Regions from separate parts of the Mus musculus genome. Here regions 2, 3, 4, 5, 6 and 7 are each linked to region 1. Evidence: chromatin contacts called from public promoter capture Hi-C and targeted proximity ligation data. All regions are on one chromosome and are shown on one strand. The core of a region is the stretch at or near the end of the contact, and the rest is flanking DNA. Distances in the headings are between cores, read along the strand shown. Region 1 holds the start of Incenp (inner centromere protein). Region 2 holds the start of Ahnak (AHNAK nucleoprotein (desmoyokin)). Region 3 holds the start of Mta2 (metastasis-associated gene family, member 2). Region 4 holds the start of Prpf19 (pre-mRNA processing factor 19). Region 5 has its middle 35 kb from the start of Scgb1a1. Region 6 holds the start of Tmem132a (transmembrane protein 132A). Region 7 holds the start of B3gat3 (beta-1,3-glucuronyltransferase 3 (glucuronosyltransferase I)).

Evidence for each region. Promoter capture Hi-C pulls out the DNA fragments that hold promoters and counts their contacts.
Region 2: a targeted proximity ligation map of pancreatic cancer cells shows a contact between it and region 1. A contact is called at or near these places in 10 of 39 promoter capture datasets (the 3T3-L1 cell line, the C10 cell line, the HPC-7 cell line and 6 more), 1 of 484 Hi-C or Micro-C datasets (embryonic stem cells), 14 of 130 datasets of targeted methods (the NIH/3T3 cell line, the SCID.adh cell line, astrocytes and 10 more) and 1 of 9 other capture datasets (embryonic stem cells).
Region 3: a targeted proximity ligation map of embryonic stem cells shows a contact between it and region 1, with 6 times the contacts expected there. A contact is called at or near these places in 13 of 39 promoter capture datasets (3T3-L1-derived adipocytes, the C10 cell line, cranial neural crest and 6 more), 15 of 130 datasets of targeted methods (acute myeloid leukemia, astrocytes, differentiating embryonic stem cells and 7 more) and 1 of 9 other capture datasets (embryonic stem cells).
Region 4: a promoter capture Hi-C map of liver shows a contact between it and region 1, with 3 times the contacts expected there. A contact is called at or near these places in 5 of 39 promoter capture datasets (the 3T3-L1 cell line, hippocampal neurons, liver and 1 more) and 1 of 130 datasets of targeted methods (pancreatic cancer cells).
Region 5: a contact with region 1 is called in a targeted proximity ligation map of astrocytes, with 3 times the contacts expected there. A contact is called at or near these places in 3 of 39 promoter capture datasets (cranial neural crest and embryonic stem cells) and 6 of 130 datasets of targeted methods (astrocytes, effector CD8 T cells, large pre-B cells and 3 more).
Region 6: a promoter capture Hi-C map of liver shows a contact between it and region 1, with 3 times the contacts expected there. A contact is called at or near these places in 4 of 39 promoter capture datasets (the 3T3-L1 cell line, liver and pre-B cells) and 1 of 130 datasets of targeted methods (pancreatic cancer cells).
Region 7: a promoter capture Hi-C map of second pharyngeal arch cranial neural crest shows a contact between it and region 1, with 6 times the contacts expected there. A contact is called at or near these places in 11 of 39 promoter capture datasets (the C10 cell line, the SN4741 cell line, cranial neural crest and 6 more), 1 of 484 Hi-C or Micro-C datasets (embryonic stem cells), 11 of 130 datasets of targeted methods (astrocytes, bone marrow-derived macrophages, embryonic stem cells and 6 more) and 1 of 9 other capture datasets (macrophages).

The regions. Positions count from the first base shown.
Region 1 is chr19:9,897,727-9,900,854 of GRCm38.p6, reverse strand. It overlaps Incenp (inner centromere protein), which reads left to right and starts at 1,366. Exons shown (of 19, transcript NM_001369356.1): 1 at 1,366-1,516. It overlaps Gm50340 (predicted gene, 50340), which reads right to left and starts at 1,177. Exons shown (of 3, transcript NR_168101.1): 1 at 835-1,177.
Region 2 is chr19:8,987,408-8,990,636 of GRCm38.p6, reverse strand. Ahnak (AHNAK nucleoprotein (desmoyokin)) reads right to left here and starts at 1,353. Exons shown (of 5, transcript NM_009643.2): 1 at 1,208-1,353.
Region 3 is chr19:8,940,106-8,943,645 of GRCm38.p6, reverse strand. It overlaps Mta2 (metastasis-associated gene family, member 2), which reads right to left and starts at 1,726. Exons shown (of 18, transcript NM_011842.3): 1 at 1,264-1,726; 2 at 114-181. The coding sequence starts at 1,291. It overlaps Eml3 (echinoderm microtubule associated protein like 3), which reads right to left. Exons shown (of 22, transcript NM_144872.1): 20 at 2,969-3,067; 21 at 2,613-2,743; 22 at 2,064-2,516. The coding sequence ends at 2,313. Gm10353 (predicted gene 10353) reads left to right here and starts at 1,256. Exons shown (of 4, transcript NR_165499.1): 1 at 1,256-2,994.
Region 4 is chr19:10,893,740-10,897,258 of GRCm38.p6, reverse strand. Prpf19 (pre-mRNA processing factor 19) reads right to left here and starts at 2,028. Exons shown (of 16, transcript NM_134129.4): 1 at 1,791-2,028. The coding sequence starts at 1,809.
Region 5 is chr19:9,051,660-9,054,778 of GRCm38.p6, reverse strand. It overlaps a transcript of Ahnak not described here. Among named protein-coding and RNA genes, the nearest start is that of Scgb1a1, 35 kb to the left of the region's middle.
Region 6 is chr19:10,868,508-10,871,718 of GRCm38.p6, reverse strand. Tmem132a (transmembrane protein 132A) reads left to right here and starts at 1,940. Exons shown (of 11, transcript NM_133804.2): 1 at 1,940-2,180. The coding sequence starts at 2,093. Tmem109 (transmembrane protein 109) reads left to right here. Exons shown (of 4, transcript NM_134142.1): 4 at 1-1,059.
Region 7 is chr19:8,918,734-8,921,887 of GRCm38.p6, reverse strand. It overlaps B3gat3 (beta-1,3-glucuronyltransferase 3 (glucuronosyltransferase I)), which reads right to left and starts at 1,495. Exons shown (of 5, transcript NM_024256.2): 1 at 1,240-1,495; 2 at 1-82. The coding sequence starts at 1,321. Gm36629 (a long non-coding RNA gene) reads left to right here and starts at 46. Exons shown (of 3, transcript XR_003952913.1): 1 at 46-138; 2 at 228-279; 3 at 571-3,154.

The DNA.
Region 1 (3,128 bases), core at 117-2,616:
ATACAAACCATTACAGGTGGGATCAACAAAACCCTACAATGGTGTCTGCCTGCAAGGTATGTTGGGGCAATAGTGGCACAAACCTGTGGCAGTAACCAACCAATATCTGATTTGACCTAAGGCCCACTCCACAAGATCGAATCCTGCTTGGGTGAACAACAATCTGAGACAAGATAGCTCAGGGACCTAGGGTTAAACTAAATACTACTGTTCTACTAAAGGAACATAGCAATAAAATGACTCCTAGTGATTGACATTCTGCTACACTCAGATCATTGCCTTGCTCAGCCATCATCAGAGAAGCTTCCTCCTGAAGCAGATAGGAACAAATACAGAGACTCACAGCCAGACAGAGTTTGCACAGCTCTGCATCAGGTTCTTGCATATATGTTATGGCTTCCAGTGCTTTTATGGAATTCCCGAGTGTTCGAACAAGTGGGTCTCTGGTCTTTGTGCCTTCTCTTGGGGCTTTTTTTCTTTGTTTCATCCAATTCAGATATGATAGGTTTTGTATTATCTTATGTTTTACATCTTAGTTTATTATTATCCCTTAGAAGTCTGTTTTGAAAGGGAGTGGATACAGATGGAAGGGGAGGTTAGAACTGGGAGGAGCAGAGGGAGGGGAACTGTATCAGGATATAGTATGTGAGTAAAGAAATCTATTTTCAATAAAAGGAAAAACAATTTAAAAATAAATAAAACCCCTCTGTTTAATCTGTCCAGGGACATTTGTAGTTTCGCCCACCTCTTGGCTACTGAGAATGATTCTATAAAGAAGGTGGAGGTGTTTTATTTTACAGGTGGTGGTGACACACCTTCAACTCAAGACTTTACCTTTATATGTGGCCAGAAAAATTCTCCGTTGTATGTGGCGTCCAATCTGGAGGGTACTTAGCAAACACTTCCGGGTGACAATCGGAGGTCTAAGGAAACATTCTGTAACTATATGCCTGACTGCTCTTGGAGGGAAGGCTCTGTGAGATTTGCAATGTGTTTCTTTTTACTACTGCAAAGTAGCAGAGCTGTCATTCCGAACGCAGAAGCATTCCGGACTTGAAACGAACCAAGCGGCTGGCTCGAAGATAAATAGGCATCCTCCCCAACCAAGCCTGCCTTCGCAGTGCACGCAGGGACTTGTAATTCGTCGCAACCACTTCCTCGCCGGGTAGATTGCCGCAGCTTCCGGAAGTTGGGGCGTGTTAAAAGCGTCAACGTTCTTCTCCCCGCCTCCTAGTCCCACAGATTGACAGCACTAACAGCCAGCAGATAAGCGGACTCGTGCGTCCTGTTACGTGATTGGTTTGGAGTTTTGTAACCGCCCAGACAAACTTAAGGGGAATTGGTTGAGCCACAATTTTGAAAATCGTAGATTCGCCCGCGCTCTTCGCCCGGTAGGTCCTCGCCTGCGGCGAGCTCGCGGTACTGGGAGTCCAGCCGGTCCGGCGTGGCGGGAAGCTTAATCTGCGGAAGCCGCGGACTGGAAAAGGAGTGGTCCGGGAAGACGCGGCGCCGCCGGGTGAGTGAGAACGGGCGTCGGGAGTCGCAGGGTCGCGGTGTTCGGCCACTGGTCCCGGCCTCTTCGCTTCCCAGGATGGGCCAGGGGAGTCACTTTCGCCTATGGGTTGCTTATGGGTGTGGGGATCACTTCCAATGGTTCTAGGCTTGGAGATGAACTTCGAGGCCCTGCACTTGAGTCCTGGGATCCGAGAATGGTCAGTCCTCTTCCCCGCACGCCGGGCCTAACACCTGTGCAGAGCCTGGGCTGCTCTGTAAACCCGGACTTGAGTCTTTTTATGGCAACGGCTGCTCAGCTTCGTCCCAGCTGAGCAGCATTTAAAAACTGACCCAGCTCCGGAGACCGCCCTGCTACTTATTTTGTCATCCCCGCAAGCGTAGGCTCTTGTCAGCGGCGCAGTTCCCTCCAGCTTCCTGCTGCCAAGCGTTGGGATTGTGTCATTCTGAGCTTGAAACTATTGTCCTGGAGGCCTGTGGCTAGTGGTTAAAAAACATTTTAAATCCAGGCTCCGCCCTCCGATTTTCTTGGTGACTTTGACCTAGATTTGTATGTGCATGGGTATCTTGGAGTATGTGGCAAAAAGGAATTGAGAGGTTTCTTGGCATGGAGTAGGACTCTTGAGTGGAAGAGCAGTTTTAGCGATCGATCTTCCTGCTTGGAGGGGTGTGTGTGGGGAGAAATGCTTAGTTCATTTCCTGCACCCCCAGAGGAGATGGCAATTGCTAATCTGCTGAATGGCACAGAAATAGTATTTGTGGAGAGGAAGTGACCTTCCTTCTCCCATGGTAGGGTTTGTTTATTTCGTGGACTGAAGGTGAAGTTACCCAGGAGTCTGATTCTTGTTACACCTCCTCCTTTCCTCAGAGTCACCTTTTCTAACTTTTCAGCGAGGGCTTGCTAGAAAGCACATTTCCCCATGGAAGAAGAAGTGTGGTATTGGACTTGGTGAAAGAAGCGCTCACTCCGATTGTAGCATGAGCAGACATTTTGTAAAATTTCCCATTTGTTACTTTCTTATAGCTCCTCTGCAAGTCTTTGGAGTCCTTGTGCAGTTTTCTCTTCTCTTTGCTGGCCTTGAACTGATGAGGCCTTGGACTTGGCTAGGGCTGTTTTCTGGTGCAGGGGGATAGGGAGACTCAGTGGAGAGGCCATGCTGATGAGTAGCTGGCTGCACAGTTAATGCTTTTTCCTAAAGGCTCAGTGCCCCTATCCATTCGGTTTTGCCCCAGTTAGTGCTGCCTTTGGCCGTTAGGTCAGGGTGTGTTTTGGCCTGTTCTAACATGTGCCTACTGAGTTGCTCACTGAGTGTCCCAGTGTGTGATGGTGAGACAACCTTTAGGATTAGTTGATGGATGAATGAATTCATTCCACAAGTGCCAGACTCTTTTGTTGCTGAGGAAGGCACAAGGCTTACCCTCAGAGAGCAGGTTAGTGGGTAGAGGCCAGCAGTAGGCAAACATAAACAATCACTCATTTGCTGTGCACATAGCTGGAATCTGTGTGTGAGATCTTGGCTTGGATTGGAGGTCTGATCCTCCTTAAGGAGCTGAAAGCTAAGTGAAGAAGCTGTACAAAACAGGAGACAGAGTTCCTAGAGGCCAGAACTTGTTTG
Region 2 (3,229 bases), core at 104-2,603, 910 kb after region 1:
AGAGGAGGCCCAGGCTCCCGCACACTGCACATCCCCTCCCTGCATGGGAAAGCCTTACATAACACAGCTCTCTGCACACACCCTAAGCATGTTGCCTTTCCAACCCCACAGTAGGATCTTGCCCCCCGCCCTCTCCGCTGGCGCGCACTGCAAAAGTGAAGGGTTCCAAAGGAGAGCAGGGAAGTCCTTCACCTACGCCCTGCGCTCCGGCCCCCACCGCCTACACACGGCCTCTTTCCCCCTCCGCTTTGCCCCTCACCCCCACCCCCACCCCCGAATTCTGGTTTGAATTAGTCACCGGCTCCAACCACTACATTCCTCAGGCTGCTGGAATCCAGCCAGGCGCTGGGGCGGGGGCCATCCCGCCCGGACGAGTTTGGGAGTGGGGTGGGGTGGGGAGAAAGCACCGCCCCTAGAAGGAGCAAGGGAGGTTCTGGGGACTGTGTCGATTGCACAGCCCCCTCCCCGCCCACCCAGCGCAGGAATCTCCCTAATTATGTCCCCCACCCCCCCTCCCACTCCCACCCATCCCACAGGGAGGCACGCTGCAAACTTCCAGGCTCCGACGCCCTGGAGAAAGAAGGGAGTTTTCTGGATCTGGAAACACAGAGGGGCAAGACTAGGGCGGGGCAGTTGAAGGGGAGCTGTTAAAGTCGCCGCTAGGAGCCAGAAAGGGAGAGGCTGGTGGTACAGAGCAGGGTGGGGCCGAGGGGAATCCGGACGCGAAGTTCGAGATGGAGGTGTGGGGAGCCGCGAAAGACAGCAGAGGGGGCACGCGGTGCAGGGGCGCGGGAGGGGCGATGGGGCTCTTGGAAACTTCTCCAGTAAACATGGTATAGGAACCAAGTAGCGCTCTGAGCCGCCGCCCCAAAGAGATGGAATCGGTCAGGGACCACCAGATCAGGAACGCCCTGCACTGCAGTTGGAACGACAATACATCCGCGGGAAAAAACTAAAAGCGCAGCAAAGCACACTTCGAAGCGATTTTCTAACTTAGTTAAACTTGGCCCCAACTCCGGAGAAAGAGCTTTACTCCCGAAGCGTGACGCGTCGCCTGCCCCGGCGGCCGCAAGCGGCCAGGTTTGCTCCCAACAGTCGGAACCCTCGTAGTGACACTACCGCAAATGCACCTTGTCCGAGTCCCTCTCTCCCCTGGTCGCCCGAACCCTGGCCCCACACCTTACCGCCCAGCGCTCCGCTTCCCTACCTGCGGGCTCAGCCCCAGGACGCAGCCATAGCCGGCGAAGGGCCCGAGGTCGCAGTGCTGACTGCTGGCGACGGCGAGCCCCAGTCGGGGCGGGTCTGGCAGGGCGGACAGTGCAGTCCCCGCGGCAGAGCTGCTCCAAGTGGCCGGGCCCCCGTGCGCGGAGGCGGCTCTTGTAACTCGGGCGGGTCTGCCCGGAGCTGTGGGGAGAGGGCGGGGCCGGGCGGGGCCCGAATAGGGCAAGGACCCGAGAGCACGACTAACACTGAAGCCACCCTGGAATGGGCCGGTGAAGGGAGAAGGTTGAGGGGGCTCAGGGACGAGGAGGCGTCGCCTTTTCCCCTCCCCTATCCCATCTATTGCTCCTGTCCCGGCTCTGGATCTTCCCACCCCATTTTAAACAGTGTGTGTGTGTTCACCGGCAAGAAATTCCTGGAAGCACGCAGGGGCACAGATTCACAGTCGGAATCCAGAGTCAACCTAGTCTGCAGAAGAGCCAAGAAGCTCAGATGATTCAACCTCGACCTCCAGCCTCCACACAGACCTTTGAGCTTTCTCTCAAGCTCAGATACATTAATCCCAGGCCCCAGCCTCCTCTCCCAGTTCCCAGGCTTCTTGCAGCCTCGCCCCGTTCCTCGCCTTCAGGCTCTCTCCTCTTCTACAAAACACACTGACTCTAAGACTTAGATCCGACCCCTAGGAATGGAGTCACCTATGCACCACACCACGGTGCTGTTCTTCATTGCAGCGACACCAGTCAGGCCTGCAGCTGTTGGACGCACCATGGAACAACTCACTCTCTCCTGTAAACTCTGTCCCCCATGCCTTTTGGGTATTTTATTTGGGGGAGGGAGCACAGACTGTGTAGCCCGGCCATCACAGAACTGGCTAGAACTGACAGCCTTACAGATTCCCCTGCCTCTGCCACCCTGGGACTAAAGGCATGAACCACTATGCCCCAGTAAGCTTGAGGAACCCAAGATCCAGCACTTTCTTTGCATTCCCAGGCCTTCTGCGCCTCTCACAGCTCCTCCCCCATATTTCCATTTGCAAGTTGCTCCGCTCCCCAATTTACAGCCATTTCCCACAGCCACTTCTAACTCTATGTGGATTTTATTAAATGCTTAATGATGGGGTTGCAGAGATGTTCTGGCTGCATCCCCCCTCCGCACCTCCCTTTTTCTCCTTCCCTATTGAGTTCTACCCTCTCTGGCAGGTGGCTACCCAGCTGCCCACTCCAGTTTCCCTTCCTTCCCAAATGCCCCAAGAGGCCTCAAGCTGGAGAACTGAGACCTTGGCCTGAGGCAGGAGCACCTTCGCTCCAAGATCATGAGTGGGCTGGGGCTGAGACCAGCCCTGCCCTGTCCTCTGAAATGGCAAACATGTTTGCAGGCTAAAAATATCAGCCAAGTCTGCTGCCAGCCCTGGGGGCTGTGTCCAGGTCCAGTTACCACACAGGGTACAGGCGATGGGGGGAGGGAGACAACAGAAGGGAGTGACAGAGAACAGACACAGATGTAATGGACACACCAGGGTGGAGAGAAATGTAGGTAGAAATTCAGACAGGCATGGACATGTAAAGACAGGCAAAGCAGAGACTTGGCTACTAACATTCCTCTCTCTCTCTCTCTCTCTCTCTCTCTCTCTTTCTCTGCCCCTCCTCAAACCCACTAGACATCACAAACACACTGTCAATTGGCTTAACAGCCCCCCCCCTCCAAATCTACTCCCTTCCCAGCACACTCCCTACGGTGAACTCAGTAAGTTCCAGGCCACCCAGAGATACCAAGTGAGGATCAGGCCAAAACACATTTCAAAAAATAAAACTCAAGAGCCAGTCATGTTTTTTTTTTCCTTTTACTTAGTGTGCATGATCATGTGGAGGCCATGGGACTTGTGAGGGTCTCTTCTCTCTTTCCACTGGGATCAAAGAGGTCATGAGGTTTGGTGGCAACTACCTGAACAAGTCATCCCCTAGCCCACAGTCCTGATTTACTGAACCAGGGTCTTACAGTGTAACCCAGG
Region 3 (3,540 bases), core at 477-2,976, 960 kb after region 1:
GGTCTCCATGAGTTTAAGATCAGCCTGGTCTACACAGCAAGTTCCAGGCAGCCAAGGTTACATAATAGAGAGACCCTGTATCATTAAAAAAAAAAAAAACCAACTCCACTCACCTTATTGAGCTCCTCAATCCGTCTAACCAGGTAAGGATTGCTGGAGGAGTTCTCAAAATAGACGTAATCTGTAGGAGGTGGGGAAGAAACAAGAGGATCAGAGGAGAGGGCACCCAGATGAAAAAGTCGCTCTGTGTGGACCAAAATGAGACAAAATTCTAGATAGAGATGAAGTGGAGATGAGCAAGAGGAGAGAGTTAAGAAAATAAGTACTAGTCATTAGCTGGACAGTGGTGGCATATGCGTTTAATCCCAGCAGTCTGGGAGACCAAAGCAGGCTCTTGGTTCAAAGCCAGCCAAGTCTACAGCTCAAGTTCCAGGACAGCCAGGGTTACACAGAGAAACCTTGTCTCAAAAGAAACAAGGGGGAAACCTGCCTCAAAAAGGAAATGGGGGGTGGGGGAAGAGAAGAGAGAAAAAAAGAAAAAAAAAAAAAAAAAAAAGGAAGGAAGGAAAAGAGATATTATGGAAATACTTTGCCAGGCAGTGGTGTCACACACCTTTAATTCCAGCAGTCAGGAGGCAGAGGCAGGCGGATCTCTGAGTTCGAGGACAGCCTGGTCTACAGTATGAGTCCCAGGACAGCCAAGACTACACAGAGAATAAACCTTGTCTAAAAAGAAACAAGGAAAAAAGAAGAAAAAGGAAATGAGTTTTTACCCCCTACCCCTGCAACACCCAGTTCTAAAGTCAGATCTTCACTCAAAAGTGAGACTTAAGAAACAAGAACAAGAATTTCCCTGGAGTCCATACAACTTTGCACTCAAGTTGCATCCTTGTATAGGAGAATTGAGTAAACTGTTCAGGCCCCACCTTCGCGAACGCACAAGCCGCCACAGAAAAGAAAACCCCTGCGCGCCTAGCCCCTAGCGCGGCTGGCCGGACGGTGGGTCACTCGGGCCCCTTCCAAAGCCAAGGCCACTTCCAGCCCGGCGATCCAGTCACAGGTCTCAAGAGCACCGTTACGGCTGCAGGTAAGCCTCTGCGGTAGACTCTGCGCCCGATAGCGTCGCCGCCGCGGAACCATGGCTCTTGATTCCGGTTCCGGTCGGTGCCGCGGCCCACACGACCCCAGATGTGGCTCCCCCGCGCCTGCGGACACCGAGTCTCCCTGATCCCGGCCTCAGCCTCTTCCGCTCAGGGTACTCACCTCCCACCCGGTACATGTTAGCCGCCATGGCCGTTCCCGCCGCCGCCTCCGGCCACACAAAGAGGTCCCGGAGGCTCGCGGGGGCAAAGCTCAGCTCCAGACGAAGCCCCCAGCGCGTGGCTGACGCTTCGCGGAAGTGTCGATGGGGCCCGAGCAGCCGGCACCTCTGCTCGCTCAGCCGCCGCGGCTCATCACTGCCCGCGCGACGACGACACTGCTATAGCCTCACGCCGGGACACCGAGGCCAGCTCCGGTCTACTCGGCTTCTTCCGGAACGAGCTCGATTCCTGCCTGACCGGAGTGAGGTTCCAGCTCCTAGCGTCCTCACCGAGTCCCAGCAGACGTCGTGCGGTGCCAACCGCTGGCAAGGTTTGCCCTGCCCGCGTCCGGGTTCGCCTCCTTCCGGAACACCTTCGGCCGATCCGGAGAACAAGGCCCAGCGCTCGGCTCAGGTCGGAGAGCAAGACCCCGCAGATCGGCCACTTCCGGAAGGAACTCGGCTCCTTTCGCTCAGCCGCGGCCTCGCGCTCGGTTATTTCCGTTGCAGCTCGACCCCGCCCCTGAGGGCGGTGAGGAGCCGGAATTAACTCTTTGCACTATGGGTCCTAGCAGCTCCCCGGCAGTGGCGTCGAAAGGCGCGCGCGCGCCCTCACTCTTCTTGAGGTTATTTGCAAGCCGCTTTGCCTGTTATTTGCATATTTGGTCTGAACTCCCTTTTCTCTTCCCGCCCTGCACTTTTTTCTTTCATCCTAACACAACTGGGCCCCTGAGGGGACCCGCCGCACAAAAGCACCAGGCAGTTACTTTTTTCTTTTTATTGCCCCTCACCGAGCAGAGGGTGTCGGAGCTGGGTTGCCTGGCTCAGCCAGCAAGTCTGTTGTTATTTTGTGTGCAGTGGGGTGGTTAGCCCCTCCAGAAAAATGCGCAATTGGGAATGTATGAAGTCAAAGAAAAAGCCAGCACAGGAAAAGACTGTCCTTGGTCCTAGGGGTTTTGGCCAGGGTGGGGCCAGACCACAGTACCAGAGGGACAAGACCATCCAGCATCAATCACACGTCCAGGGAGGAGGCAGGGGACAGAGAGGGCGTTCTAGATGGTGTGGCAGGAGCGGGCCCAGAGCTCCCTGCCCCCAGCACTCGCCACTGAAAGATGCTAGCATCCTTGCCACCTAAGGAGACAAGGTATGAGTCGTCGTGCGTGAACCGGACACTAGTCACATGGCTGCCATGGCCTGAGTACATACGACTTGGCGCCTAGATGAGAGAAAAAAAAAAAAAAAACAACTGGTTGCAGCAATGGCAGGGTACCAAACCTACCCACCTGGGCCCAATGGTCCCCTGAAGCCTCACCTTGGCTCGAGCACATGGGTACTGAAAGAGGTGTACTTTGCAGAAGTCGTCTGCCACAGCCACCACCCGTTCATTGTGGGAGCGGCAAAGGGAGTTGATGTCTGTCCCATCAGAGCCATCAGGCCACACACCTAACACAACAGGTGGCCTGAGTCAGGCTGCTACCACAACCTAGAGTTGCAGTGTTTCAGGTCTTCAGGTTGCCACTGCGCTCCAGACAATCCCAAGGGGCCTCCTAGCCTGGATTTGCCACTATGACCCCCACCCCGAGGTGGCACACGCCCAGGATTCTGAGGGCAGAATGGGTTCTTCCTTGTTTCCCCAGCCCTCCTAACGGATTCCAGATCCTGGCTCACCATAGACGTGGAAGCCCAGCACACAGGTATAGGTAGCCCACTCCCGGTCTCTGCTCTCATAGCGGTTCCTCAGCAGTTTGCAGCCTCCAGCCACATCCCCTAGGTGGAAATCGCCTACTCAGCCGTCATTCTTCCCTCACTTGACGACATGAACTGATCATAGGCATAGCGTCCACTATGAACCCCACTGTGTGCTTCCCAAGTTCTCACTGACTTGGCTTGGCTTTAAGTTAGGCCTGCATGATGGTGCAGATCCTTAATCCCAGTCCTAGTGGGGCAGACAGATCTCTGAGTTGGGGGCCACCCTGGTCTACAAACGCAGGTGACAGAGGGAACCCTGTCTCAGAAACAGAGAATGTAGCCTTAGACATGCCTAGAGCCTCTGGATAAAGCACTAACAGTTTCTCATCAGCTGCCCCTCCCCCACTTGCCCTAAGGAGCTATCCTAAAGCACTGTCTTCTTGGTGCAGCCGGCTTTTTCCTTTGTTTTGGTTTGTTTTGGTTTGGTTTTTTTTTTTTGGGGGGGGGGGTTGTTTTGGTTTGGTTTTTGGTTTTCCGAGACAGGGTTTCTC
Region 4 (3,519 bases), core at 779-3,278, 1.0 Mb before region 1:
TACTGTACAGAGTGGTCAGTAAGTCCTGCCCATCTCATTTTTGAACCGAGATGGACAGAGAAGCACACAGAGCACAACTCAAACCTGTCATCCAGTGGGAGCCCTAGACAGATCAACAGGAGAAATTCCGAAGCAACGTGACAAGTACTGATAAAATGAAAACAAGCAAACAAAGAGCTCTGCTACTACATGCCAAGCAAGATTCTATTCTAAGCGCTTGACAGAATAGTCTGTGTACCCTTGAAGATGGCCGTTACAGCTGTCACTGACCTCCAGGACAATGCAGATACTAAGCTGACACTTGATAAACATCATAACAGGGTAAATGAGTGCAAAAGTCCCGGGGCCCAGAAAAGAATATTCCAAAGTACGAAGCCTTGAGCATGCTTAACTACCAAAATAAAAAATAAAGAAATGAAGGCCCCAAAAGCAGGCTTAAAACCAAGGTCTCTCTGACCTTCTCAGACTTGTTTCTCTACCTTCCCCTAAACAGGGTCAACTGGTTCACTTTAGCAGACAAGTGGAAGCTACCTCCACATCAGACTCTTCTGAAAGCTGCTCTAAGATAGCGACTTGTCACATCACAAAACAGCTCTTATTCACCACACAATTCTATTCAGCCTCCCATAGGTTGTGAGTCACCATCCTAAGGTTCAAGCTCCTATTCTTCTCCGTGGCTTCTCTTAGAATCACCTATTTTTGCAGGACTCCCATGCATGTGTTATTAAGTATGGATTTGTGCCATATTTAAAACCCGTATCTTGTACACGGCCTTCCTGTCCTATTCTGTTGGTTTATCACACTACTCGACGACTAAAGCTTTCTGGGAGCTTTCCCTCTTCTACCAGAGGAAGGATAGCCCTGGGCACGTAAGAGTGTGGTCTCAAAGATGGAAAGAAAACAAATCGTTTGTAAATACTTTGCAAACTGCAATTTCTCTAGTATGAGATTTCCTTTTCTGCTTGTCATTTCCCTCCTCCTTTTCCTTCTTTGAACTAATGGCAACGTTCTGAGAGGGAAATAGAGAAGGCGAGGAATCTAGTAACGTGGTAAACAATATGGGAGAACACCCGCAATGCCGTAATACAACACCCCAAGACAGGACAGCATAGTGCACGGGAAAACCATGGATCCAGGCTCAAAGAGCCAAGCTCCACTGCTTAGCTTCCTCGCACACCCCTAGGTAAACCCATTCTTCAAGACTTCCGACACCCTCTGTAACTCACGGATCTTTATTTCCCTTCAGACAATTCTTGTAAGCATAAAATGAGATCACCGTTTGGAAATGCATCGTAAATCAATACAGGTTTTCTAAACATTCGCTGTTTTCATTAGTCATACTGCGCGAGGCTAGAAGCCAGACACCTGGCTTCCAGCCCTGTCTCGAAGTCACTGCGTGATCTCTGCAAATCGGAAAGTCCGATTCCTAAGCGAGGTTTCCCAAGCAATGCCCACTGCAATGCTTTCAATTTTGCAGATGGGGAAACTGAGGCCCAAACCCGCTAGAGCCCAGATCACAATTGGAGGCGGATCCTGGGCATGTCCTCGGGTTTTTTGACACCAAGAGCTGTTTTTCACTGCACCAGCTCCTCCCCCCCACTTCTGCTCAGGCCTGTCTCAGCTCTGTAAAACGACGCCGGTTTCAAAAGACCCCTGAGACAGTCATTCTTCCCAGCTACGTGAATTGCGCAGCCCTGCGCAAATGCACCCTGCACGCAGGGCCGGGAGCTCCAGGGCCCGAGCCACAGGGGCCACACACGCTCCCGCCTCCCGCCGCAGCCAGCACTCACTCGAGCAGATCAGGGACATGGCGCCGTCGTAGCGCTGCTGCCAGTCGCCTCACAGAGGGTTCCCGGTTCTCTGCAGCCTCCGCGGGCCACTTCCGGTCCCCCGCCGCTTCCGGAGCGCTCGGACGCGGGTAGACAGCTGCCCAGCGTGGCGATGCTCGCACAACTGCTTCACGTGGGGAGGTGGCCGGTGGCGCGCCTCAGCCTTCTGCAGCTAACGGAAACTGCCCTTTCCCAGCATGCAACCGAGCAGGAAAAGGCCCGCCTCGAAACACTCGGCTGTTTCCGCATTGGCTCGGCTTCTTCCGGCGAGCGCTCCAAGAGGCCTGAGGCGGGAAGGAGAGAAGAAACTACATTTCCCATGAGGCTGCGGGGACCGCCAAGGCTCTTTTTTTTTTTTTTTTTTTTAGATGGAGCTGCTGTCACCTAGGGAACACTAGTCTTTGAAATGGTCGTGTGCAAGACAGATTTTTCAGGAGCTTGTAAAAGTGCAGATTCCTAGAGTCTGCCTTAGAGAGTCTGTAGGCATGATTCGGAGACCTGTGTTCCTTGGCCGGCTTTTGAGAAACAATGTGACCCTGTAAATAAAGCACAAATGAGTAAAGAAACTAACACTGCCTAAATTCTTGCTCTGGAAATATGGGCAAGCCAATGACTTCGTTGCCTGCTACGTTTTAAATATAGTCTGTTTTGTAAACTCAAGGGAATTTAGTTCCCAGCGTCTTATGTGTACGTTTAAAAGAATGGAAATTTGATGGGTGTGTTTGCAGAAGTCTTTAAACACAGGCACTGGGCTTCAGAGGCAGGCAGATCTCGGAGTACAAGTCCAACCTGGTTATATAGTGAGCTCCAATCCAGGGCAGTCAGAGCTGTGTAGAGAGAACATGTCTCAATAAGCAACCAAACAGTAAGAGTGGAAAGTTAGCACGACTATGGTGTTTTTCTGTGGTTTTGTTTTTGTTTTTTTGAGACTGGGTTTGTGTGTGTGTGTGTGTGTGTGTGTGTGTGTGTGTGTGTGTAGCCCTGGCTGTCCTGGAACTCAGTCTGCAGATAAGGCTGGCCTCAAACTCAAAGATCTTCCTGTCTCTGCCTTTTGAGTGCTGAAATCAAAGGTGTGTGTCATTACTATCTAGCTTAACTGTGGAATGTAGAGGTGGGATCTTTAGAATAAGACATTACAAGAATCCTGGTGGAGTTCATATAGGGAAAGAAAGAGTGAACAGGCACAAATGAACCAGTTGACTTCCATGGCAATGTGACACCAGCAAGGAAGAGGCCCTAGACATTGCCCACGTCATTCTCTTTGAACCTTGTGCTTCTAGAAATTTGAGCAAGGAGAACCCTCTTTTCTTTAAAGTAGCCTACCTCAGGTGTTTTGTTATAATAACAGTTCCCTGCCTCCTGCCAACTTCTTTTGTTTTCTCTACTAAAGACCGGACCAGATCGGCTACCAAGCCTGATACCCGAGTTCAGTCCCCAAGACACCCCCCCCACACACACACACACACAAGCACACACAGTAAAATAAATAAATAGGCTAGGCCTGGTGGCACATTGAGAGTAAGTAAATAAACTAAAATGGTATCAGTCATAATGGAGTTCTATGGTAGCAAATTAAAACTAGCTTTCTAACCTTCTAAGAAATCAGGACAGACAGAGGCAATGGCCACATGTCCTAGCCCTGCCAATCACAGCAAGCATGGTAACTATGTTCTGCCTGCCTTGGTCCTTA
Region 5 (3,119 bases), core at 254-2,753, 850 kb after region 1:
AGCATATGTGTGTACCTATATAAACACAAGTGCATGTGTGCATGTATGCATACATACTGTTACACGTACACAGGCATGCATCCACACATACACCCATAATTCCACCATTCAGGAGGTCAAAGTACAAAGATCACATTTTTGAAGATAGACAGGGCTCACATAGTGGGGCCCTGTCTCAAAAAATAAAAACAAAAATCAAGTGCCAGGAGCTCACTCACCCACACTGAACCTCTCCCACATTTTTTGGTTTTGTTTTTGTCTTTTCATTCTTATTCTTATTTTGAGACAAGGTCTCATATAGACTAGGCTAATCTGAAGTTCACCATGTACCCAAAGATGACTTCAAATTCTTTTTATTCTTTTTTTTCTTTTCTTTTCTTTTTTTTTTTTTTTAGTTCTATGCATGGTTTATTTAGCTTAACATCGTGCTATCAAGTTCCAGTTTTTTCCTACAAGTGTCACAATTTCATTTTTTTCATTATGGCTACATAAAACTGCATTTCTTTTATCCACTAATATGTTAATTAGCAGCTAGTCTCCTTCCATCTTCTGGCTATTGTGGATAGCTCAGCAGTGAACAGCGATGTGCCTGTAGATATTGGGATATATTGACTAAGAGTCTTTTGAATAAATGCCAGGGAGTAGTGCAGCTGGGTCATTTGGTGGTTTTATTTTTAGGTTGTTCGTTGATTTAGAATATTGTGCTATCTCCACAATAGCTGCACAACTTTGCATCCCCCAATTGCAGTAAACAGAGTTTTCCCTTTCTTCACACCCCCACTTGTCATTTGTTTGCTTCATGACAGCCACTCTGACTGGTACGTGATGAGATCTAAAAGGGATTTTAACTTAAATTTCTCTGATAGTTAAAGATTTGACTTCAAATTCTTGATCCTTCTGCCTCTAACCCCCAAATTCTGGTATTACAGATCCATGCCTCCTTGTCTATGTCTGTCTGTTTATTAGAGCCTATAACTCCAGGCTAGCCTGGCTCTCATGCAAGGCCCGTTTCAACCTCTCAGATGCTGGGATTATAGATGTGAGTCCATGCCATCTGTGTGTGGATGCGATGTGGCTAGCTGCCTCAATAGCCTGCCACCATGACTTCTCTATCACTGTGCCTAGAACTGTGAACCAAAATAAGCTCTTCCTTCCTTGTATCCTTTGCAAGGAATTTGCCACAGCAGCGAGGAGAGTGAGGATACAGCCCTATTCAAATACTTCCCCTGCAGGCTTTCACTTCACATTCTGACCCGACTCACCTAGGCCAGCTTCCCACACTGTCCTCCTACTGCCCCGTAAGGCCCCTGTTCTCCAGGCACCTCCACTTTGGTTGCCCTCCCTGGGTACCACAAACCCCATCCTCCTCTAGGATCTCCATTACCCCATCTTGTGAGCTACCATTCATATCTCTCCACTTTGAACTCCACCACCCTCTAAATAATAACAGATCAACCTCGCTGCTTCTAAGTAATAACTACCAGCCACCAGCCGCCTCTCCTCCCCCACCCTGTCAAGGGCCTCTCTGTGGCTGTTGGCCTGCCTCCTGCCTGCTCTGACTCATACCAGCCCTCAAGAACCGCATGAATTCAGCCCTCCCTTGATGCCTATGCCAGGACCACACTTCCTCTCCCGCTCTTCCCACCCGCTACCATAATTTCTCAAAGAATGATCCAGACCCTGGCATGAGGATGACCAGAAGCCCTTGTTTAAAATACTCGGACAGTGAAATAAACCAGACACAAAGGCAAACTCTGAATTTACCTTCTGAGGTTACTCAAATAGTTAGCTATGTAGGGACAGAATGGTGGTTGCAGGGGCTCAGGCAGGGGGGCTGGGAAGGTGGTGTTCAACAGGGATGTTCAAGGGGTCTGAGTTTTAGCAGGAAAAGGGGGAAAGGTTCTAAAGATGGATAGCAGTACAGAATGTGAGCTTATTTAAACTAGAGCACTGCACACTTAATGGTTAAAACATGTGGTGTGTGTGTGTGTGTGTGTGTGTGTGTGTGTGTGTGTGTGTGTGTATGTGTGTGTGTAACTTACCTGATAGAGTGCTTACTTAGCATGCATGAGGCCCTGGCTTTGATTCCCCAGTGCCAAACAGCCATGATGGCACATGCTTATAACCTCAATAGTCCATAGGAAGTAGAAGTGAACAGGAGATTCTGACGTTCAAGGTCATACTGGCTACCTAGCAAGCTGAGACCAGCCGGGGACTACAAGAGACCATGTCTCGAAAATCGGTACTAAAACTGGAAATTTTTGTTAAGTACATTCTACTTCAATTCTTTAAAGCTATGAGGAAATCAGAGCCTTGGGAGTTGGGGTACAACACCATATTTTTCACAAGCCCCCTGGTAGTTTTTATGCATCATATGTGTAAGAACCACTTATTCGCCAGGCAGTGGTGGCACACGCCTTTAATCCCAGCACTTGGGAGGCAGTGGCAGGCGGATTTCTGAGTTCAAGACCAGCCTGGTCTACAGAGTGACTTCCAGGACAGCCAGGGCTACACAGAGAAACCCTGTCTTGGGGAAAGGAAAAAAAAAAAAAAAGCAGCTAAAAAAAAAAGAAGAACCACTTTATTGCTTGTGTCATTTTCTGAACAGAACCTGTAATTCCCAGACTTAGTCACACAGTGAGGTCTAGCACAACCTGGAATAGATGAGACCCTGATTACAAAAATAAATGAAGTGTTTAATGTCAGCCAGTTACTAAATCCCCCAGACTTTACTCTCCTGATCTGTAAGATGGACACAACACTGCCTTCTCCGGGATCTTCTTTTTTTTTTTTTGGTTTTTCGAGACAGGGTTTCTCTGTATAGCCCTGGCTGTCCTGGAACTCACTCTGTAGACCAGGCTGGCCTTGAACTCAGAAATTCGCCTGCCACTGCCTCCCAAGTGCTGGGATTAAAGGTGTGCGCCACCACGCCTGTTGTCTCTGGGCTCTTCTGAGGGTTGCATCAGATACAGAACATGACTGCTAGGGTCCTCAGAAAAAGTGATCTGAAAAGCCAGGGGTGGAGGAAGATGACTTTACTCCCAGTACTCAGGAGGCAGAGGTAGGCAGATCTCTATGAGTTTGTGTCCAGCCTTGTCTACACAGAGTTCCAGGCCAGT
Region 6 (3,211 bases), core at 691-3,190, 970 kb before region 1:
GCTGAGCTGCTTCTGGGTCTCACGGACCTCCTTGCAGCCCCCTTGCCCTTTCCTTGCCTTGTGTCCGGAACCTTCACACCTTTACCCCTGCGCTAGCCCCTGGCTGAGAGGAGAGAACCTGTCCTCTGCCGGTGCTCAGTCAAGTGATGGCTCCCTGCCCTTCTGTGCTCCCAGCCTGCCTCCCCCAGGGCAGGTTGGAGCCCTCAGCCCTGGCTTCTGCTCTCAGCCAGCACCACTGCCCGCTGATCTCCGTGATGATTAACCTGCTGCTTCCTTACACAAGGCCTGCCCAGGCTGAAGCTCCTGTTTGACCACTCCCCCCCCCCCCCCCCAGCTCTTTTCTTCCTGCTCCCAGCCACACTACCATCCCAAGTCCCTTGCGGCCCTCTCTGTCTTCCTCATTGCACTGCAATGGGCAGGGGTAGGAGATTGGAGATAAGGATGAAGGGGGAGGAAAGGGTCCCTGGAGGCCTGTGCATCTATGCTCTGTTACAAGTGCCTTAGCAGGAGTCAGCAGCACCCTCCAGGTGCCCCTTGCCACACTGAATGTGGGAAAGTGTGCTGTGGCTACTTCGTGGTCAGAGTGAGCCCCTTGCAGAATCCCCACTCCAGCAAACAAAGCAACGGCCCTGCTGGGATTGTCGAATCTCCCTTGAGGGTTTCAGGGACCTTGAAAAGGGCAGGAGGACCTGCTGTCTTGCAGTTTTACCCCTGTCCACTCTCTGCCATCCAGAAGCAAGCGTTGGTCAGTGTTGTGTCCCAGTAGCTGGGAAGGGCACGGCTTTGCCCTGATCTGTTCTGCAGGGCTAGGAGTGAGCCTGCCACTAACCCCTCTCCACCACTTGCTCACTCTTGGCCTTGGCCTTGGCCTTTAGGTCCCTGGTGGAGGGAGATGACCCATGCCAGGTCCAGCACAAGATGTGAAGATTAAATGCCTATTCTTACTGAAGGTTTGATGTGGAATCATGGCTGCAGTGATATGTTTTTATCAGCGCTTGGTGGTTTTAAAGTGCATGCTATTTTATTATCTTCTTCTGAATAAAATGTATTTACTCAAAAGTCTCTGCTGACAAACTCTCTTCCTTCTGGACTTCTAGCAGAAATCTGTTGGGAGGAAGGGAGGGCTCAGGAAGGCAGGATGTACCTGGTACCTTTCCCCCTAGGACTCTGGAGGGAGGCATGCACTCTCTTGGAAAGCTTGCAGATCTGGCAGCTCTGTTGGGACTGAAGTTGCCCCTTCCTGCAGGGTGCTTATATTGCTAGCTTGGGGAACCTGGAAAAACTGGCTTCCCTCCCAGACTCAGGAATTTACTGAATAAGGTTCTCAATGTGGCTCCAGGTGGTTCTGCTCTTTTGTGTAAGGCCCGGGCACGTTTCTGTTTCTTTTTCCTCTTTAAGTTGCCATGGAGATGCCAAATCTGGACCTCTCCCAACACTACCTGAGGGCAAGGCTAGGTGGCACTGGGAGTCAGGACTCCCTCAGAAGGGTTGACCAGCCTACACCCTTCATCCTTAGGGACTCTTTCTGGGATAGGTTTGGGCATGAGACAAGCTGCCTCCACGGATGGCCTAAGGTGGTCTGGCCTGGTTTGGCCTCTCCTTTTCTGCCCCAGCAGCTCTGTTCTCTTATGTCCCTGAATTCTAGATGCCTTCACAGGTGAGATGCCTGTGGGGAGGGTATGAGGCAGAGGAAACGGGTTTTGTTTGTTTTTCTCCTTGATCATCGGCTTCCACGAGGAATCCCAGAACGCACCTTGTGCTTCCTGGCAGAGGACATCAATCTGCTTAGTCTCCAGGGACGCTGCCTTATTCCAATCCTAGGCACCCTAGGCACGGGGCCACGCTCTGGGTTTTGGGATCCGCAGGGCACTAGGACCCGGCGGGGCGAAGGGGACAGCCCATGTGCCTGCGTTCCCTCCCACCCCACTGCTCCTGCTCCATTGTCTGGGAACTGCAGCCGCGGGCCGGCGGCGCAGGGAACTAGCTGGCCACAGCGGCTGGCGCGGAGCGGGCGCGGGAGATGTGGGGACAGATTGCAGCCACCTGAGCCGCGCGCCGGTTACCCTCCTTTGGTGGGAAGGAGTGCGCCTCGATGACTGAACGCAAGGCTGCGGCCCCTCGGGGGCCCTACGGTGCCTGGTTCTGCCTCCTGGTGGCTCTCGCCCTGGAAGTCGTGAGAGGTCAGAGGGAAGGGAGGGGTGGGGAGGGGCGACCTGGCCCTGTCCGTCCGAGGCCACGCGCCATTGATGCCCCCAAGCCACTGGACTCTAGAACTAAACCTAGAGCGATGCCCTGGAGAGGTCTAACCTTGGGAAACCGGTTCCCAGCCAACAGCCCTTTGGCTTTCTTCTCTGTGCACCACCTAGATGCTCCTAAAGTCTTTTCACTCCCATCTTCACTAGCCCGGTCCCAACTCCTCTGCGAGCCCCTCTCCAGCCGCGACATCTAACCCGGCTGCCCTGCTTCCCCGTGCACCACCTCTTCCTAACCTGCAGTTCTAGTCCCCAGAAACCCGCTGGTTAGTCACAGGAATGCAAAACAGGCTCTTTGCCTGAGACCCGAGAGATATGCCTCTGCCCCCCCCCCTCTCTCCCTTTCCCCCTCTCTCTCTCCCCCTCTCTCTCCCTGTTCCAAGGAGATCTCCAACATTGGAGTCTTCTGGGAGAGTCCCAGCCTTGCCTTTCCGAGCCCTTGTGGGTGCACCCATCACTGAGTACGAAAGGGGCAGCAGCTACCGCGTGCCTGCCATAAGCTGGGGCTGAAAGGTGGAAGATGTTATGGGAATTGGGAGATGGCGAAGTAGTCTCTACCTTTCTGCCCCCATCAAGAGGGCTGGATTCTCCGTGATGGGAGACCATGGAAGTCCGTGGGAGTCAGGCTACTGAGCATCTTGTAATTATGGAAACATTGAATTAGAAGGTGGACCGGAGCCACCCTAAGGACCAACAACAGTCACTCACTTGTTACCCTTAGGGATACTGGTGCGCGGGCGCGCGCGCGGGGGGGGGGCACTCTAGAGAAAAGCCCCGCCGTCCCAGCTCAGCTGTGGGGCTGAGAGAGCTGGTTCTGGAACTTCTTTTAGGTACCTGCTCCAAACCCTGCAGAACCAGTGGGGGTCCTAATAACCCCTCCACAGTGAGGGAAGGAAAGCTTTTTCATTTGGCTCACTAACAATCTCACTTCCAGTATGATCTACACCAAGCTTCCAAAA
Region 7 (3,154 bases), core at 246-2,745, 980 kb after region 1:
TGCAACTGGGATATCCTCAGGTCCTTCTGCCGAAGCTGCTCAGCTGCAGCTCGAAGCGGAGGGAGGCAGTCGCAAGGCTGGCCTGGTACCAGGAAGCACCAACAGGGTGAGCAAGTTGTGACAGAGAACCACAGGATAGTAAGTAGTTCAAAAACCCAGGCCAATTCTTTTTAATTCCTAGCCAATACAGAAATTCCCTTGTAACTTGCTTTTTTTTTTTTTTTTAGAATGGTGTCAGAGACTCTTCACCTTTCACTGTTACTGTGTTACTGTTTTAAGGTAGGTCTTGCTATAATGGCTCCAAGCTGACTGACCTCAGACCTTTAACCCACTGACCTGTTTCCCAAACGGTGTGCCACAACATTCAACTCTTCAATTTTAACCAGTTCCATCTGTCACTCTATTTTTCTTTGCTGGGGCTCCAACCCAGGGCCTTACACTTGTGAGTGTTCTACCACTGTGCTACACCCTCAGCCCTGCCACTATTTTCACTAGTACATTTCGACGATTATCTGTCAGCCTTTCTGTCCTTTCTACCTTCTGATCCTAATTTTACCTTCCACACATAAGGAATATAACAGTCTGAACTAGAGGCTCTCCTGTAATGGCACTACCTGAAAAGCGTTTACCAAGCTCCCACATAAAAGGCTGGATTCAAGGCGCTCCGTGGTCACGTGACCACTGACTTGTCAGTAAGTTCACAGATTCCATTACACGACAAATATTTATTGAATAAAAGGGGGGGGCAGTCCCTACTCCCTAGCTACTTTAGTGGAAGAGGTAGACACTAATAAAGTCATTACAAATTGTGATATGGGCCACTTAGAAAATTAAAAGAGATCAAGACTAATAAGGGTTACTTGAGCTAAGGTGGTCAGGGAAGTCCTGATGTGACATCTGGCCTAAAACCAGGATGAGAAATAGATGGCCTGGAGGTGGGGAGAGCACAGCTGGTCAAAAGCTGGAGGGGACAATGAACCAGGGGGTTCTCAAAAACCTATCAGCAAGCCGGTCTGAGAGGCAGAGCAAGGGGAGGGTGGAAAATAGGTTGCTTGGCGGCGGCGGGGTCATTTGGGGCTTGACCGGTATCCGCGGAGTTGCAGACTGCCGAGAGTTCTACACAAGGGGTCACCGAGGGCTGTCCCGAGGGCTGAGCGAGCGGGAAGCCGCTGTCTGCGGGTCTCATCCCCAGCGCCTTGGGCCGGCCCTCCGCACACCGCCCCGCCCCGCCCCGCTCACCGAGCTGCACCAGAGCGTAGAGGAGGCCGGCGATCGACACCAGGAAGTAGGCAAGAAACACGTTCTTCAGCTTCAGCTTCATGGCCGGTGCCACCGGGGCAGGCGGGGTCCACCGGGACCGGCAGGGACAGGTCCGCCCGGCCCTCCGCCCTCCCGCCGGCCCCGCCCCGGCCGCCCGGGCCGCGCCCCGCCTTCCCCAGGCTCCCTTACTAGTTCCCGGGAACGCGGGACTCTGAGCGACACCTGGGACCACTTCCGGCTAGTGGCGTCCCTCCCACAGGCAGCTTCCGGTCCCGCCTCCTGGTAGGCCATTCAGGGCGTTGACGCTATATCCGCTGGGTCAAGCGGTCGTGGCAGGCTGACCAAGAGCTTGTGTGGCCTAGCTCTATAATCATCTTGAAGCTCCCAATTGAGCACAAGCTCCACCCTTGTCACTGAGTTTTCTAGACTCACTCAACCATCCTTCAGCCTCAGCATTGGCTGCTTAAAGAAACGGTTGTTCATTACTTGTTCAACCAATGAGTGAAATCTAAAACGCACCAGGTGCTTGGCTAGGTCGTTTCCAGTGATTCTCAATCTTCCTAATACTGGGACCCTCTAATACAGTTCCTCATGATTTGGCATCCTCCCCATCATAAAATTCATTTTGTTGCTACTTCAAAACTGTAATTTTGCCGTTAGGAGTTGTGATGTAAATGTTTTCTAATGGCATTCCTGCTGGTCCCTCCTGCTTTGTGCTGATTGTCCTGGTTGTCTGTTAGGTTGTGCCACCGCTGCTTCGTGTTCGCTATCCCTACTCTACCGAACTGAACTGCTGATAGATTCATGAAATGTCTGAGTGGATCAAGCTGCCACTGCTAGCCTGTGAAGTGAACTGCAGATTTCCAGACAACAGACAAAAGCTACTCCAAAGAATCTTTCTAAACATGTCCACATCCCCCGTATCTTTCATTTTCCACAACCTCTGGTGGGTGGTGGACTACAAGGGAGGTTAAAGTGTTTAAGAATCATCATTAAAAATAGGATTTGAAAACAGTTACACATGTTCGTGAGGACCAGAGGACTTTGGAGTTTTAGCCTTGGGACCTCAGGTTTGGTGCTCTAACTGTTGAACCATCTCATCAGCCTTCCAATTTTAGGCCAAAATTATGTCATTACCATGGGACAATTTTTAAAAGTTCCTTCTAGATTTTCCGCTCCACGAGCTGTAGTTTCTTCAGGGTCACCTCTCTTCAGCAAGTGACTACAGAGCTAAAAGTGGGTACCAAGTCTACACTACAACAATGATACTTTATTCACGGATATGTAACAATTTACATATTTAGTCCAGGAAGTAGCTTGTCTAATATGCAGTTTTTCTTTGTCCCACCCCTACCCCCAAACCCCCATCCCCGCCCAAAACAAGGTTTCAGTTTCTCTATTTAACCACCCTGACTGTTCTGGAACTCACTTTGCTAGCTAGGCAAACTCAAGAGATCTGTCTACCTCTGCTGGGATTTAAGGGGCATACACCACCACTGGCCAGCATGTGCACTAGTTTCTATCACCAAAAAAACCTGGGGTAGTGGTACATGTCCGCAATTCCTGGACAACATTGAAAGTGGAGGTAAACTCCACTATATCTCAAGATGGTCAGCATGGCAATGGTGGCACACGCCTTTAATCTCAGCACTTGGGAGGCAGAGGCAGGTAGATTTCAGAGTTCTAGCTTGGTCTACAGAGTGAGTTCCAGGACAGCCAGAGCTATACAGAGAAACCCTGTCTCAAAAAAGAAAGAAAGGAAGAAAGGAAGAAAGGAAGAAAGGAAGAAAGGAAGAAAGGAAGAAAGGAAGAAAGGAAGAAAGGAAGAAAGGAAGAAAGAAAGAAAGAAAGAAAGAAAGAAAGAAAGAAAGAAAGAAAGAAAGAAAGAAAGAAA